Regions from separate parts of the Sus scrofa genome. Here regions 1, 2, 3 and 4 are each linked to region 5. Evidence: chromatin contacts called from public HiChIP or PLAC-seq data. All regions are on one chromosome and are shown on one strand. Each heading gives the region's core, a stretch centred on a gene start, on an enhancer-like site or on the middle of the called end of the contact. The rest is flanking DNA. Distances are from core to core; before and after follow the strand shown.

Evidence for each region. HiChIP or PLAC-seq counts read pairs in DNA pulled down with a chosen protein or histone mark.
Region 1: a contact with region 5 is called in an H3K27ac HiChIP or PLAC-seq map of alveolar macrophages. The contact joins two enhancer-like sites. A contact is called at or near these places in 1 of 5 promoter capture datasets (liver), 15 of 47 Hi-C or Micro-C datasets (adipose tissue, alveolar macrophages, embryonic fibroblasts and 9 more) and 2 of 2 datasets of contacts at active chromatin or transcription factors (alveolar macrophages and skeletal muscle).
Region 2: a contact with region 5 is called in an H3K27ac HiChIP or PLAC-seq map of alveolar macrophages. The contact joins two enhancer-like sites. A contact is called at or near these places in 4 of 47 Hi-C or Micro-C datasets (embryonic fibroblasts and subcutaneous adipose tissue) and 1 of 2 datasets of contacts at active chromatin or transcription factors (alveolar macrophages).
Region 3: an H3K27ac HiChIP or PLAC-seq map of alveolar macrophages shows a contact between it and region 5. The contact joins two enhancer-like sites. A contact is called at or near these places in 1 of 47 Hi-C or Micro-C datasets (embryonic fibroblasts) and 1 of 2 datasets of contacts at active chromatin or transcription factors (alveolar macrophages).
Region 4: an H3K27ac HiChIP or PLAC-seq map of alveolar macrophages shows a contact between it and region 5. The contact joins two enhancer-like sites. A contact is called at or near these places in 6 of 47 Hi-C or Micro-C datasets (embryonic fibroblasts, fibroblasts, heart right ventricle and 3 more) and 2 of 2 datasets of contacts at active chromatin or transcription factors (alveolar macrophages and skeletal muscle).

The regions. Positions count from the first base shown.
Region 1 is chr8:69,925,551-69,928,301 of Sscrofa11.1, reverse strand. LOC106504691 (a long non-coding RNA gene) reads left to right here. Exons shown (of 4, transcript XR_002346702.1): 3 at 369-503; 4 at 1,948-2,751. Among named protein-coding and RNA genes, the nearest start is that of CXCL8, 5.7 kb to the left of the region's middle. Within about 2 kb of position 1,496, at least 8 of the 83 cell types and tissues checked have an H3K27ac peak or open chromatin away from gene starts, as enhancers often do. A contact at or near this core is called in alveolar macrophages, where this site is marked.
Region 2 is chr8:69,866,629-69,869,571 of Sscrofa11.1, reverse strand. No RefSeq gene overlaps it. Among named protein-coding and RNA genes, the nearest start is that of RASSF6, 36 kb to the right of the region's middle. Within about 2 kb of position 1,686, at least 2 of the 83 cell types and tissues checked have an H3K27ac peak or open chromatin away from gene starts, as enhancers often do. A contact at or near this core is called in alveolar macrophages, where this site is marked.
Region 3 is chr8:69,884,482-69,887,408 of Sscrofa11.1, reverse strand. No RefSeq gene overlaps it. Among named protein-coding and RNA genes, the nearest start is that of CXCL8, 47 kb to the left of the region's middle. Within about 2 kb of position 1,623, at least 7 of the 83 cell types and tissues checked have an H3K27ac peak or open chromatin away from gene starts, as enhancers often do. A contact at or near this core is called in alveolar macrophages, where this site is marked.
Region 4 is chr8:69,908,363-69,911,260 of Sscrofa11.1, reverse strand. No RefSeq gene overlaps it. Among named protein-coding and RNA genes, the nearest start is that of CXCL8, 23 kb to the left of the region's middle. Within about 2 kb of position 1,645, at least 3 of the 83 cell types and tissues checked have an H3K27ac peak or open chromatin away from gene starts, as enhancers often do. A contact at or near this core is called in alveolar macrophages, where this site is marked.
Region 5 is chr8:70,100,418-70,103,522 of Sscrofa11.1, reverse strand. No RefSeq gene overlaps it. Among named protein-coding and RNA genes, the nearest start is that of CXCL2, 55 kb to the left of the region's middle. Within about 2 kb of position 1,467, at least 9 of the 83 cell types and tissues checked have an H3K27ac peak or open chromatin away from gene starts, as enhancers often do. A contact at or near this core is called in alveolar macrophages, where this site is marked.

The DNA of each region.
Region 1 (2,751 bases), core at 247-2,746, 180 kb after region 5:
AAATTCCCCAGTTCACATAACTTTTCCCAATAAGAGCAATATCAGCAAAAGGAAGTAAAAATGTTTATCTGTGTTTACTTTTTGTTCTCCCTCAGGGATTATTGTTTTATTTACACAAAAGCAAAGAATCCGCTATGGAAACTACAGTTTTAGCTCATGCTCTCATTTAGTGGTGAATAGATTGAATAGTAACCAGTTCAGCCAGGCAGCAATTTCCTCCTTTGGTGAATTAACCATCCAATCCCTTCTAGGCTGCTCCCTGCCTGGGGTAAGGGGTACAATACAGCACACAGGGACCTTTAGTGACTAACATCCACTGATGGAGAGGGCTCTGCTGCTTCATTCTTCCCATTGCCTCTGTCTCACAGGCTCGGGAGTGTTCAGAAGACCACAAAGCATTTCCAGGGGCCAGGGAGTGAACTTGGATGGTGTCCTACAGATTTCATCGAATTAACCTTTTAAGGTTAATTTATGTGCCAAGACTCAAAAGAGTAGCTTCCCTGGTAGGTATCACCTCATTGGTTCTTAACCTTTTTAATTTAACCACTTACTCTTTTGAAAATATGATGAAAGCTATATGCACTCTCCTCACCCTTAAACCCACCTAAGCCTAAATGTATAGAGTTGTGCATCAAGTTTCAGGAATTTATGAGGTCCGTTAGATACTCTGGAGGGGTAAAATCAGTAAAGGGTATATTGGAGGTAGAACACTGGAGAACAACAAGTGGATCCTGAGTTTACTGCCTTCAAGTTAACCGAAAGAAAAATGATGTTTTTCTGAATGCTGCCTGTTGTCCCTGCATTTGTCCAGCACAGAAACGTCAAAGAAAAGTTCCTGACATTCTCAAAAAGAGATGGATAAGGAAAAGAATGAGCAGGAGGGAGAGAATCTTCATATTCAGTGAGGTCAAGATATGAATGACCTTTAGAGTTCTTATTTTCCACAAGAGTAAAGCCCCAATCCATCCAAAATGATGAAAAGTGAGTTCTGCTTTCAACTGGCACCGTCTCCTTAGCTAATTTGCTGAAAGGTAGTGTGGGTGGGAAAAGGCAGCTGAGAGAGAGGGTTACGTTTCGTCCTTTCATAATTCCCTTCAGCTCACCAGGTAAATGTATACTTCAAGAAAAATCTATGTGATGTTTTCACATAAAAAGAAAACACAGTTGGAAAGTAATTCAGATTGTGTATGGATTTAGAGATGTGGACCAGTATTTCAGAGTTCCCCAAATTTATGTAAAATAAGGCTATAAAACTTGTTTATCTATCTCTCCTTCAACTGATACCCTGTGCTATCCGACTTCCAAATTTGAGGCCCTTTTGTCTCTCGGTAGTTTATTCTGCCATCTAGTATAATTTACTATTAACATCTAGAAGTGTGCTTCTCCTTGACTATATTGTGTTATGAATCAAAATGAAATCCCTCCTTGTGGTCGCTAAACCAGGAAGGAGGAAATCACCACCCATGGAATCTAGCAGAGTTTTGAAACAAAGGAAAAGTTGTGGACTTCAAGCCAGTTGGATGAACTTTTCATGCACTTCCCTTTCCCTAACAGCGGGGCAGGGATGCGGGGGGTGGGGAGGGGTGGGAAATACCACTAGCATCACCTCCTACAAAGTTGAGGATTACAGCAAAATAGGCAGCCGAGAGGAGCAATAGATAAGAAATAACACACCCAGCCAGAAAAGCAGGACTTTGAAAAAACACATGAAAGAGACCCAAAGAGAAACGAAGCAGGTATTGGAGAAGCAAGGTTGTGGAGGAGAATTAAAACGGCACATTTCTCTTCTGAGCTTGATTTAGACTTTGGCAGTGCATGCAGAGAGCCCTCACTCAAGAATTATTGTGCTAACAGGACTTTGTTACTTGGCACATTGTAGGCTTTATGTTTTGCTAATAGTCACAACCACCCTATATTTTTATCTTTTATTCTCATTTAACTGATGAGGAAACCGGCTCAGAGAGAGTTAAGCACCTTGCAGAGGGTCACCGCAAGTAGGAGAACAGAATTAGGATTTGAACCTAAACAAGATGTCCAGAGACTCTGTGCCACGCCAAGGAAGTTTCTCTCATGTGCCCATAGGTCTCAGACTTGGTTTTCAGCACATTTTCCTTCTTTCTCCTACACTCTCCTGCCTGAGAGGATTTGGAAGACTGGAGAAGAGGAACTGGAGTCCATGAGGGGAAAGGGCACCATAACCCAACAGAAGAACAAGGCTCACCTCCTGTCCAGGCCTCCGGTTTTCATTTGTACAACGAAGGAATTTGCTTGTACGGTTCCTACTGCCTGCTGATTTAGTCTAAGAAGCACGGCATATGTATAACAGATGGAGAACTTTCCCTGGGAAATTTGACCACTTGAGTCAGAGGAGAAAATGCGCCCAAACCCGAGATTCCACAAAACTTGGAGAATATCTGCACTTGCCCTTGAATGTAGTTAACTCAAAAGTGTCCCTTGCAAGGTTCTCATCAACTGAGCAAAGTGCCTTCATTTTGCTGGGTTTAGTGAAGAATGAGTCTAGAAAGAGGCTATGGGGATAGTGTGTTTTACAACCAGACCCCTATCCCCCCATCTTCCAAGGATGAGCGGAAATTGTTCCTTTCTGTCCTCTCTCCTGATGCCGTTTTCTCTCACCTGGTTTCCTCATGACTCTTAGCTAAGTCCCAGCTAGTGACTCTTTATTGTGACACAGGTAACACAGTTGGAGTTGGTGAAAATTTTTGAAAGAACTAAAGCCCATCTGATTTGTTG
Region 2 (2,943 bases), core at 437-2,936, 230 kb after region 5:
GCCCAGAGGATGAGATGATTAATTCCAGCCCTGGAGATTTGGGAAGCCTATAGAATGCACTTGAAATGTGAGTTAAGTCTGTAAGTGATCAAAATCTTTCTTCTTTCATCTAGTAATTTTCCTTTGATGTGTCTAATTGCCCCTGTTATATTAGGAAATAAAGTTATTACTTACTTTTTAAAAAATATTATGAATGAATTATAAATAATAAATAGAATAAATAGGTGTTCGCATCATGGCGTAGTGGAAATGAATCCAACTAGGAACCATGAGGTTTCAGGTTCGATCCCTGGCCTTGCACAGTGGGTTAAGGATCTGGTGTTGCAGTGAGCTGTGGTGTAGGTCGAAGATGTGGCTTGGATCCTGCATTGCTGTGGCTGTGGTGTAGGTCAGCAGCTGTAGTTCTGACCTGATCCCTAGCCTGGGAACCTCCATGTGCCATGGGCACAGCCCTAAAAATAAAAAAAAATTAAAAATTTAAATAATAATAACAGAATAAATAAATTATACATAAACGAAGAAAAAGAGAGTTTACGTTGTGATGCAGCAGAAACAAATCTGACTAGTATCCATGAGGACACAGATTCCATCTCTGGCCTCTCTCAGTGGGTTAAGGATCCAGCACTGCCATGAGCTGTGGTATAGGTCACAGATGTGGCTTGGATCTGGCATTGCTGTGACTGTGGCAAAGGCTGGCAGCTGCAACTCAGATTCAACCCCTAGCCTGGGAACTTCCATGCGTCGTGGGTGCAGCCCTAAAGAGGAGAAAAATAAAATAAATAAAATAAAATAAAGAAAAAGGCAAAATTCAACAGAAATTAACCTTTTCCTTCCCAATGAAATATGTACCCTCCAGTCCTCAGAGAAACAACAATGTTCAGACACACAGTCCTTGCATCTAACACACACAGTGTTCAGAGCGCACCCTGGCTTTCTTGAGTTGTGGAGATTCGAACAAATTACACATGTCTCTTTACTTCAGTTTTCTCATATGAAAATGAGACAATAAAATCCCATTCCAAGTGGAGGTTATAAATATTAAGCAGGGTATGTAAAGTGCCAGCACGTAGTAGATGCTCATTAAAGTTGGCTGTTCTAAGACAGAGTAGTTCTGCAGATACTTAGCCTCAGGCAACTCACTTCCTCCTTCCAGGAACCCTGAATTGACAGTTTTCTCAGTAGGTCCTTGGCCCATCAAAGAAAGCAATGAGAGAAGGCGGCCTCATTAAGTAGAAACCATGTAAGAATGAGGCAGGTAGCTGGCCTCAACCTGACTCACAGGTTCTGACAGGAACAGGGTGGCATCAAATTCCAGGATCTTCTGGTCTCACCAGTATTAAAATCATTTAACAAAACACCACTTAGATTTCCCTGAAGAAGCAGATCTTTGTACTAATCAGGAAGAGATTTCTTTGCACCATTAAATTATTTACCAATGCAAGGTCAAGGTGGCAAATGCTTTCCAATAATAGTATTAAAAAAAAAAGTAATGGCTAAAATGTAGTCAACTCTCTCTGGACTCAGCACTTTATTATAAATTCTCAAATATTATGCTCACAGTAACTTAATGAGGGAGGTACTATTTTTACGACAATTTTCCAGAGAGGAAAATAGATCCTTAGCGAGTGAAGGAATCAGCCTGAGGTCACACCCCCATAAGTGTGTCATTGCTGTGATCTGAGCCCAGGGAGTCCAGTTCCAGAGCCAGTACTTTCAATAACTCTTCTGCACTGTCGACCTGGGCTAAACTCACTGCCTTGCTGAAATAATTCATTTGAAGTCACCTACAGGAAAATGTATATGTGATATAGAGATGCAGCTTTTCAAGGAACTTTTCAATGCAGCTTTTCAAACAACCAAAATATTATATTTTAGAGCAGGACACCTGCCATGTTTCACCAATACTTGCCCATATTGCATGATTTCCAGTAATCAGAAACTCTCATGTTGCTTGAACAATGCTCACTGGAGAGTTGATTGGTTAAAATATATTCTAACTGCCTTTGACCCATTTATGAGTCATTTTAATCTCTGAATAGGAATTGTTTCTCAATACCACAACCTCAGTCATCAGTTAAACCATTCGTAATCCCAGGATGCTATTCTCATATGAAAGACAACGACGAGATCCAGGCATCTTAAAATCATCTGGATATTTGATGGGAAGATTATGTGATAAAGTAGTCAGATTATTCCACTGAAAACAGTGGAATCAATACTGGAATTGACCTGTCCCGAAACTAGGAACCTTGGGACTGAATTGGTGGGTTATTTGTTTTGGCACTTTGAAAGGCTTGCTTCTCAATAGATATTTTTTTTAAATTTTCAAAACAGTTCACTTTTTATTTGACCTATATGTAGCCTTTCTGCATTGGGTAGATGAAGAAATTAATAGAAGAAAGTCCCAGCTCTTGAAACTGTTATATTTCAACTTGAAAATGAAGAAATTATAGGAAAGGTACTTAAGAAAAGTTAAGACAAAATATTGATGCAAAATGGTGAGCACAGCCATTGCTATACAGTAAACTACACATGAGCCGAGCAAATTTCTAAGTTGGAAGTTGCACAGGCTTCATATACAGTTGCTAAAGCTGTCATGTCTGAATTTGACAAGCTGAAACATTTTCTCTGAGGCTCAGTGTTTTCTTTGCAGCAGACAATGCATTTATTTAATCTTCCTTACAGCCCTATGAGGTAGGTGAGGAAAGTTAAGCAATGAGATGAAGAGGTTCAGCAGTTCATCTGAGGTCGTAGAACTTGCAGGTGGCAGAGCTGGGATTTGAAGCCGGAAAATATGGATCGTCACCACCAAACTGACTCAGTATTACTCCTAAAATCTCAGCTTGAAGCCCAAGGCCACTGCTACTCATAAGGAACATAGAGGGAGGAAGTTCGTGTTCTGGGAAGATGGCAAGAGCTACTCAGACTGAGAATAATGGAAAA
Region 3 (2,927 bases), core at 374-2,873, 220 kb after region 5:
CTGCTGACCCTCAGCACCCCCTGAGCAGAGCTCAGGGTGGAGACCAGGAGAGAGGCACTCTGCTCTGCTGGAAGAGCAGGTCTTCAAATAGGAGATATTTATAGGAGAAGATTTTTATGAGCCCATTTCTTGTATCTCCTCATGTCTAGAAAAACACTACAACTCCCCAAGTGATGTCTGCTCCTGGTGACTAGTAGTAACCTCCATAAGACCAGCAGCAGACTTTGTAAAACATGTGCCTGGCTGCAGGCACTTCCCCCCTCACCTTTATCACTTAGAGCTTGATATTCCCCCTTTCCTCTTTGGGGTGCTATTTCAGAGCTGTCTGAGATACTGCCTCCAGGGCTGCAGTTAACTTAAAACAAAAGATGTCCTCATCTGTGAATGCAGTCACTCCCAAGGGTTGGCTGGTGAGCCCTGGGGGAACTGAAGAAAGAAACAAAGACTGTCGTGTCCCCTCCCCTCCCCCGCCCCCGCAGTTGAGATGCATATCAAAGGAGTGATTCTAGGAAGCCCAGATGCTCACCTCTTCCCATAGAAACTGGATTTCTATAAATCTTTTCCTGTAAATCTGGTTATCTATAAATATTTTGTTCTTACTACCTTCCCTTTGTTGTTAAAAATTCATATCCTAGCTTTCCCCCTCACTTCCTCTGGAGCAGAGCAATTTCTCAGGGCTACATGAGATGCATCTCCTGGGCTTAAGTCCTAATTTCACCCCAAATAAAACTTAACTCTCAACTTTCAGGTTGTACCTTTTTTTTTTAAGGCAACATAGTCATGACCGCTCCCCTTATCCTGCACCCACATCCTTCTCCTACAAAAACTTCTGTCTGCTCTCTGTTTAACATATTTATAAAATTCAGCTACTTCCTAGTTCCTCTTCTGCTACCACTCAGGTCCAGACCACCACCCACTCTCCCCTTAAGTCCTGCTAGAACCTCCTAATTGGTCTAGTTGTTTGAGCTACTTCTTCGCCTTTCTCCAGACTCTATTTTCAATAGAAAACATATTAATTCTGAGTGAATAAAAGAAACAAAGGCTTGGACAAGTTTTAGCCTGTTACTACCAAGTTCAATATCTCCAGTGGCCTCCTGTCTCACTAAGATGAAAGTTTTCAGTGAATTTTAAGTCCCCACAGGATTAGCCCCCAAGTCCCACCCTGTACCTCACCCTCTGCCACTTCTGCGCTTTACACTTTGAGTTCTGCCTTCTGGAGCTGGCCTGCCCTCCCAATTCTAAGGGTCACCCCCCAACCAAGTCTTCCTCAGCTTTGCAGGATCTTCCTTTCTTCCTTCTGTTCTCCATGCAAACCTCCCTCTTCAGAGAAGTCTTCCACTTACTCTATAAAAAACAGCAATGCCCTAGCATTCTCTGTTTCTCTTATCTCCCTATGGTATTTGAATGACTAAGTTGCTCACTCTGTCAAGAATTTTTTTTCTTTTCAAATCAAGTAGTGAAACCTACACGACTAAATAAACATTTTACAAAGAAACAGCAAACAAAGCTGTCAAAGTGTCATACTTCCTTATTTTCTCCATGTCTCTCCTTTTATCATCTACAAATCAGCCTGGTCTGTTTTTATTTACCCTGACAGTGTTTTTTATCCTAGTGTCCACACCCAGACTCCTGGGCTTTTAGTCCTGTGCACATCTTGTATGGAGTGGTTTAGGAGCTACTTACTTCTCTCAAATGTAAATTCATTCTTTATAAATAGGTACAGGCACCTGTCTGTTCCATCATGTCTTCTTGAATATCTATACCTGAACATTTATGACAAACACATAGTAGTTAATGATCAATTGTTTCCCTCTATTTCTGCCTTATATTATGGAGAAAATATTATATCAAGTTCCATTAATACATGTACAAAGAGGTTATGTTGCTTCCTCTTTTCATTTTTAAATAGGAAGGAATAGTCTAAAGTATTTATAAAGTATAATAAGGAGGAATTTGGATCTGTGTGGTTATAAACAGCTGTTCCCACACAACTTCCTCATTGAACAGATGGGGAAACAGAAGCAGAGGTGTCCAAAGACCTTGGTGTTGGCAATAGAGTCGGGTCTGGCTCGTGACAGGCGTAGAGTAATTTTTTTTCTAGGGCAGATTGCCTCAATATGATTCAAATTATAAAATCATAGAAATCTTTGTTAAATTATCCTTCTTGCCTAAGAATTTTTCTTTTAAAGGGAAATTTTAATCCTAATGGGATTATCCAATATTATGTCAATGAAATTTTTATCCTAGTTTGATTCCTAGTTCAGTTCTTCCTCCTAGCTCAATTCTTCCTTCAAGTTCAATTCTTCATCTTTCTACAGAGGTCTATAATTTAAGAGATTTGACCTTTTATAAAAAATAAAGTATACTAGCTCATAAATATAACCTTTCAAAGGGCCATCACCCACCACAGTCATATTGTGCTGTTGGTTTTAAGTATTTGGTTTCTACTGATTGTTCAGTAAAGTCGCCAACTGACATTCTTGTATTTCAGTATCAATTATACACAAAATGCTTCTATTGTGAGAGGGCCTTTACTTCCCATAGAATAACTCAAACTTGCAGACACACAATCAAATATTGCATGGAGACATCTGCAAAATGGCAACTTTCACCTCTAACATGTCAATATGGCAACATCCATGAGACAGAAGTAAAAATTTGGCTCCAGATTGTGGACTGAAATGTATTTTTCTCATTAAAATGGTACTGATTGAGGCCCTACATCATGTGCAATACACTGTAGTCAGCTTTGAAAGAGTTGGAAATAAGAATTCATCTTCAAGTTGCTTGGATATGTGCCTAGCCTCACTGCAGCACTCATATAGTTACTAAGCAAATATTTTAAACCATTGTCTATGTATGAGGTGCCAGAGATATGGAGATAAATATGATGGACTTTGAGCTTGTCTTGGTGGGACTGTCTGCAC
Region 4 (2,898 bases), core at 396-2,895, 190 kb after region 5:
CATGGTATGGTTTTCTTTTGTGTCATCTCTTTCCTTAAAAACTGTGAAATTTTGTATATTTCAGAAAAGAATTCACATTTCTAATGTATGTGCTTGTTTTAAAATCACATTATCTTTAAGATATATGAGCTCTTATAGAAGCAAGCTTGAAAATGCTAAAGGATAACCAAGCATTATAAGGAAACCAAGCATTATAAGGAAAATTTTCAGTAATTTCTACCTATGTTTAGTCTAAACTTATTATTTATTTGAACAACCCTGTTAGATCAGGTAGTCTTTAGTTTACTGTAATGTTATTTTGGTATTTATTCCCTTGGCTCTGGATAATTTAATCACCTGTAGGGAAATAAACAAATACATAAAAAGGAAAGGAAAAAAAGAGATATATTAAATCTATCTAGTAAATATTACCTGGATTGATCACCAGATTGGATGTATTTTAATAAGCAATCTTATTAGTGTCTTGAATTTTGTGCATTTATTAAGAAAAAAATTAATATATCCAGGGAGAATTTTCACGAGTCAGTCATTCTATGATGCTTCTGAAATGTTTTTTTGAAAATAGATTCACATTAGCAGGTATCAGGTTGTTTGAGCACCATCCTTGAAGAAAAAAAATGAGCAACATTCCTCAAACAGTAACCAATTTTGGACAGCATTCATGGAAAAAGGAGATAGTGCCAAACACATTTCATGGGAGACTGGAAACACTTCTGTTCAGCAACAACATTTTTACCTAGCTTCCTCAACTCAGGTTAACCTGATCCCACTGTTGGTAGCTTGTGTTTATCTTTTGCAGTGATTGAATCTGCCAGACTTCTCACTACCCACATCTTCTTTCTACCTTTGAATCACGTACCCACGATGACATGAAAAAATTGAGCAACTGGGCACCCAAGTTTGGGAGAATTTTCTTTCCCAAGCTGTGAGTATTAAGGACAATCCCTCACCTTAGCCCTTATTCTCAGGTTTTATGAAATAATGATACCATTCACTTCCTCAGCTATGATTAACCAATAGACAAGGGCTCTCTTTTAGTGGTTCTCTGTAATCTCTTGGCTGGTTCCTTGTAAATATCTGAGCTAAGAGCAGTTCATACCATTATTCTTACCCTTCTTCCATGTTCTGGTGTTTAGGCTCAGGTCTAATTTATGAAATAAAAATATAAATAAATAAAAACATAGACATGAATTTAACTTCATGTAGCCCTAATTCAGCTCAACAGAGCACAGGTCAGACAATCTTGGCTTCCAACCCTGAGTCTTACCAGTGGTGTGACATTCAGCAATTCATCCAGTGACAGCATTTCCAGTTCCTGTGTGCAAATTTGGGATAATTATAATGATCTTGAAGGATTAACTTATAGGATGAATGGATGTACAATAATCAACACATGATACACATTCAATATACAGCTAAACTGTTATCACTATCATTTGAGAATTACTTATAGTTGCTGATTCTGAACCCTCAAATCAAATAAAATCTTCGATTAGCTTCCAATGGATCAAGAGAAGCCACGTCAAATATTCTACTTATTTAAAAGTATGAATACGTGCAACTTGCCAGGAAGTGGTTAAGGAAGACAGACTAACATGGAGGACACATCCTCTTACCTCACAGTTCGTTGGCACTGCCATGAGATAGCGTTTCTTTTGAGGATTTAGAAAGCTTGTTCCTCATATGAGCAAATAAATGTCATTTACATATGTCAACAATTCCACCCAGAATTCTGACTTTAGAAAGTGTAAAAGATCATGACTACATTCTTTGATGAGTCCAACCTTATCGATTAGCGATACAAACCTATAATTTTCTTAGTTCCTTTCCTTTCCTTCCCTTTCTTTCTCTTCTTCCTTTCTCTCTCTCTCTTTCTTTCTTTCTTTCTTGGCATTTTCAGCATGTTGTCTTATTTCATCCTAACAACTCTGTGAGATAGGCATCATTAATTTCCATCACCGATACTAGCTACTCATTGGCTGTAAGCTATCAGAGGAAGAAGGTGGGTATAAGCACCTCATTCAGGGGCATTTCCTGGCAAGGAGACAGCCAAAACTCATTATTAGCCAGTCCTCTTAGTAGCTGGGGGATGGATGCACTAGCTCAAAAGTAGGCACCAGCAGGATGTACTATATCCCCATTTTGCAATGGAAGGGGGGAACTGAGAATCAGAACATTTAAGTGACTTTACCACACTCCCATATCTGGTAGTGAAAAACAAGATCCGAATTCAGAATGCCTGATTCCAAGTGAAGGTCTTCTTCTCTCATACAACAGCTGAAGGAGATTAGAAGGGCGACTGTGAATTTATATACACTTCTTATGAAGTTTGGAAGAATAACTTCATTAAGTATATTACTCACTATAAAAAGTCATATTTCCTTTAAATTTCTCTACATTTAGCTCTTCTTAATTTCATCTGATGGCCGTTTCACAAATTCTGTTTTATAAGAACTGGAAAACAAATCCATGGCCATTCTACCCATGAAATTCAGGATTGCATACAGCTTGATTTCAAGTCTTCTCAGAAATTCAAACTTGTGACCTGTCCTTTGCATCCAATCTCAAAAAGCAAGCTTTTTAAAAAATCTCCTTGGAACAATGGTCAAGTTTGGAGCTTGACCACAAAAAGCTAATATTAAACAGGCCTGTTTTTGTACTCTTGATATCCTAAAGCTCTAGTCTAGATGATATCTACGGTCAGTACTTGCAAGACATCACAATGGCAGCACGGCCAGCACTTCAATTCAGTAAGGTAAAGATACTAATTGGTCCAGAGCATTGCACAAACATAATCTTGAACGGACATCCTTGCTGTAAGATAGTTTCTCATTTAAGACGCAGAAAACACAGAGCTAAAGGAAGTTTATTCTAACTGAGAGGATTGGGAAAGTCTTC
Region 5 (3,105 bases), core at 218-2,717:
ACTAGCTGTTTCATCTCTCTTGTTCTGAACCATCAGTTTCTTCGGTGCATTTCTTGATGTATTTATTGCATGATAATTATAAAAGATTGAAGTTTGGGGATAGGAATTTTAGTGCTTTTAATATATTGGCTGTGAAGGATGAAGAGGGAGGTGTGCTCAAACACTCGCGTGTGTGTGTGTGTGTGTGTGTGTGTGTGTGCGCGCGCGCGCACAGTAATATATAGAATTTTGCTTTTTCGGCTCTTTTTAATTAACCTCTTTCTTTGTCTTTCCAGTTGGGGACCAGATGACTGGGAAAACCGAGATGAGTTGATAGGGAGAAGCTTTGTCATCTTTGCACTAACCTGGACGTATTTTGGGTTCACCAGGCAAAATTGCAAGGTCACGATTGTTAATTTTTCTTTTTGTCCCATCCCCACTTTCTTTCCCAAGCATTTTTGCTTCCCTCTTGTCCTTGCATCTTGGCACCTAGAGCTTGGTCAGTGCTCTCTGGCAAACCAGAATCTGCTTTCCAGCACCTCACCCCTCCTTCCCAGTTAAACTGTCCCCACCCCCACCCCATCTCCACCCCCACCTGAGTGTTGCAGGTGAGGGAAGTCATTGATCTGGGTATAGTGATCCTGAGATCAATGAATGGGCCATAACTTTTATCAGTCCACTTCAAAGAGAATTTGCAGAAATAAAAGCCACCTCTCATAGAACACCACATTGGGAGTGGTCATATTTCATTGCAGACTACCTCTTATGAACAGCCAACCACCTAACAGCACACAAACAGAAGCCACCTCTAAACACCCACCCACACCCACACCCCTGTACCAAAAATAAATTAATAAGAAATGAGCTTCCTCTCTCCCAACCTTTATTTTCTTACCTAGGGATTTAGCACAGGGGAGGTTTATGTGCGTGTTCTACCAGTGTCCTCTTAAAGGCCATGCTTCACTTCCCAGGAGTATCCTGTAGATCGGTTCATTGTTTTAGCCAAAGGAATCTATCCTTGCTATTAGAAGGCCATATGCTCTTGACTTGGTCCGGATGAGGTTCAGAAAAGTGATGTATAAAACTAATAGGCTATTCAGTATTTTAAATGATTTTGTTTCCCTCAGTTATAAGTAATCTCCTTGTATCAGAATTCATTTATTCAATAGAAGGACAAAAGATCACTCTTACATCTTTTGTCATCAAAGCATATTTCCAACCATATCAAAATAAAACAATTAATGGAAATACTTTAGATTTTAAACCTAAGAAAGTGCAGTCGACTCAGGCCCATTTCTAACTTAAGAATCCAAGAGGCTCCAAGAGCTCTTAACTCTGTTTCTCTTAGTCTGGGGTACAGATAAGAGCTGGGTGGCTCCATTACAGATGGAAAAATTCCCAGAGTGGTTAGGAGGTTTCTCAGCATAAGAAGTAGAATCGTAAAAGGAATCAAAGCCCTCTGACTCACAGCCCAGTGTTTTCCAAAGGCCAGCCACACTTAGCTGTTTAGAGTCATTGCCAAATACCTACAAATACAGCTAACCACAGGGACTGTAGGATCAGGCCCCCTGGGAAAATACATAAAAACTATAACCTCTTGAGCAAGTATGAAGCATATCTCAGAAATACAGCAGTGTCTTAACTTTGTTCACTGTCACATTAAACTAGAGAAAATGAGGGGTGGAGGATCGGGGGCTGCACTGCCACCATCTTGCAACCAAACCACAGTAAGTGTTTTGGGGGTAACTGGCTATTTCCTAAAAAGAGAAGACAACAAAGGACCAAAAAATGGAAGCCAAATAACTTTAAAATGAGCAATACAGCAATGGAAAGATAAATGCTTTTACACTCTACAGAACTCCCAGAAAGAGATGTATTTCTGTTGACAAAAGAATTTTGGGGGAGTTCACCTTGTGGGTCGGCAGGTTAAGAACCCAACGCAGTCTCCATGAAGATGCAGGTTTGAGGCCCTGGCCTCACTCAGTGGGTTAAGGACCCCACGTTGCCACAAGCTGCAGTGCAGGTCAGAGATGAAGTTCGGATCCAGTGTTGCTGTGACTGCGGTGTAGACCTCAGTTGCATCTTCCATTCGACCCCTAGCCCAGGAACTTCCTTATGCCACAAAAAAAAAAAAAAAAAAAAAAAAAAAAAAAAAAAAAAGAAAGAAAGAAAGAAGAAGGAAGAGGAAAAAAAGCATTTTTTTGCTTTTCTTGATCTCTCTCTTCTTTTTTTTGAAGAATTGCCATAATATACACTCTGCTCAAATCCGAATCTGAGTCATTGCCTTGAGTGCTGGTAGTTCATTTGTGCAGGGATCCAGGACACCAGAGTGAGGAAGCAGAGAAGTGGAACAGGCAAGAGCGAAAGCCAATGTAAGTGAGCACGCCTCCTGGAGTTGCTGCTGCGGGCAACAGGGTCTCCAGCCCACTGGACTTTCCAGGAAGCAGACAGAATATTCTCCCTTAAAGGCCTGGAGTCTGAAGCACATAACCATCAGTCCTTCTCACCCAGGGGTATTAACTCACATCTCCCCCTTGTAGCTATTCTTGTATTTGTCAGGCACACTCCCATCACCTTGGAGGAGAGCTGTGAAAGCAGAATGCAGGAAGATGTCTGCTCTTGAGATGGGAAGCAAGGTGAATCTGAGATTGTGTGAAACTCTTCCCCACTCTTGTGACTGAAAGCAGAGGAGCGTTTAGGGTATGCAACATGGAAAATATAAATGCATGTCATAGGCCGCCTCTCATGCTAATCAGATCCACTGGTGCTCCATATTGAGTTCAGTTGGTCACTGAGTCTTATTGGAACTGTGGCCAGAGCTCAGCCTCTCTGCTCACAGGTGACAAATAGAAACAAGGTGACAAGAGTTTTGGGCAAAGGAGGAAAGATAGCTTTATTGCTTTGCCAGGTAAAGAAGGGTCACAGCAGGCTAATGCCTCAAGGGCTGTGCCCCCCGCTTAGGAGAGATTGGGAGGTGGTTTTATAGTTTGGGGAGTGAAAAATAGGGCTTAAGTTAAGGATCAGGGTAGAGGCAAGCTTGCGTTGTTTTCAAAGCCGATGTTAGTGGTCTGGTGGTCTTCTTTCCAGAATAAAGAATGTTCCATTGACATCTTCCACTTATGGGGT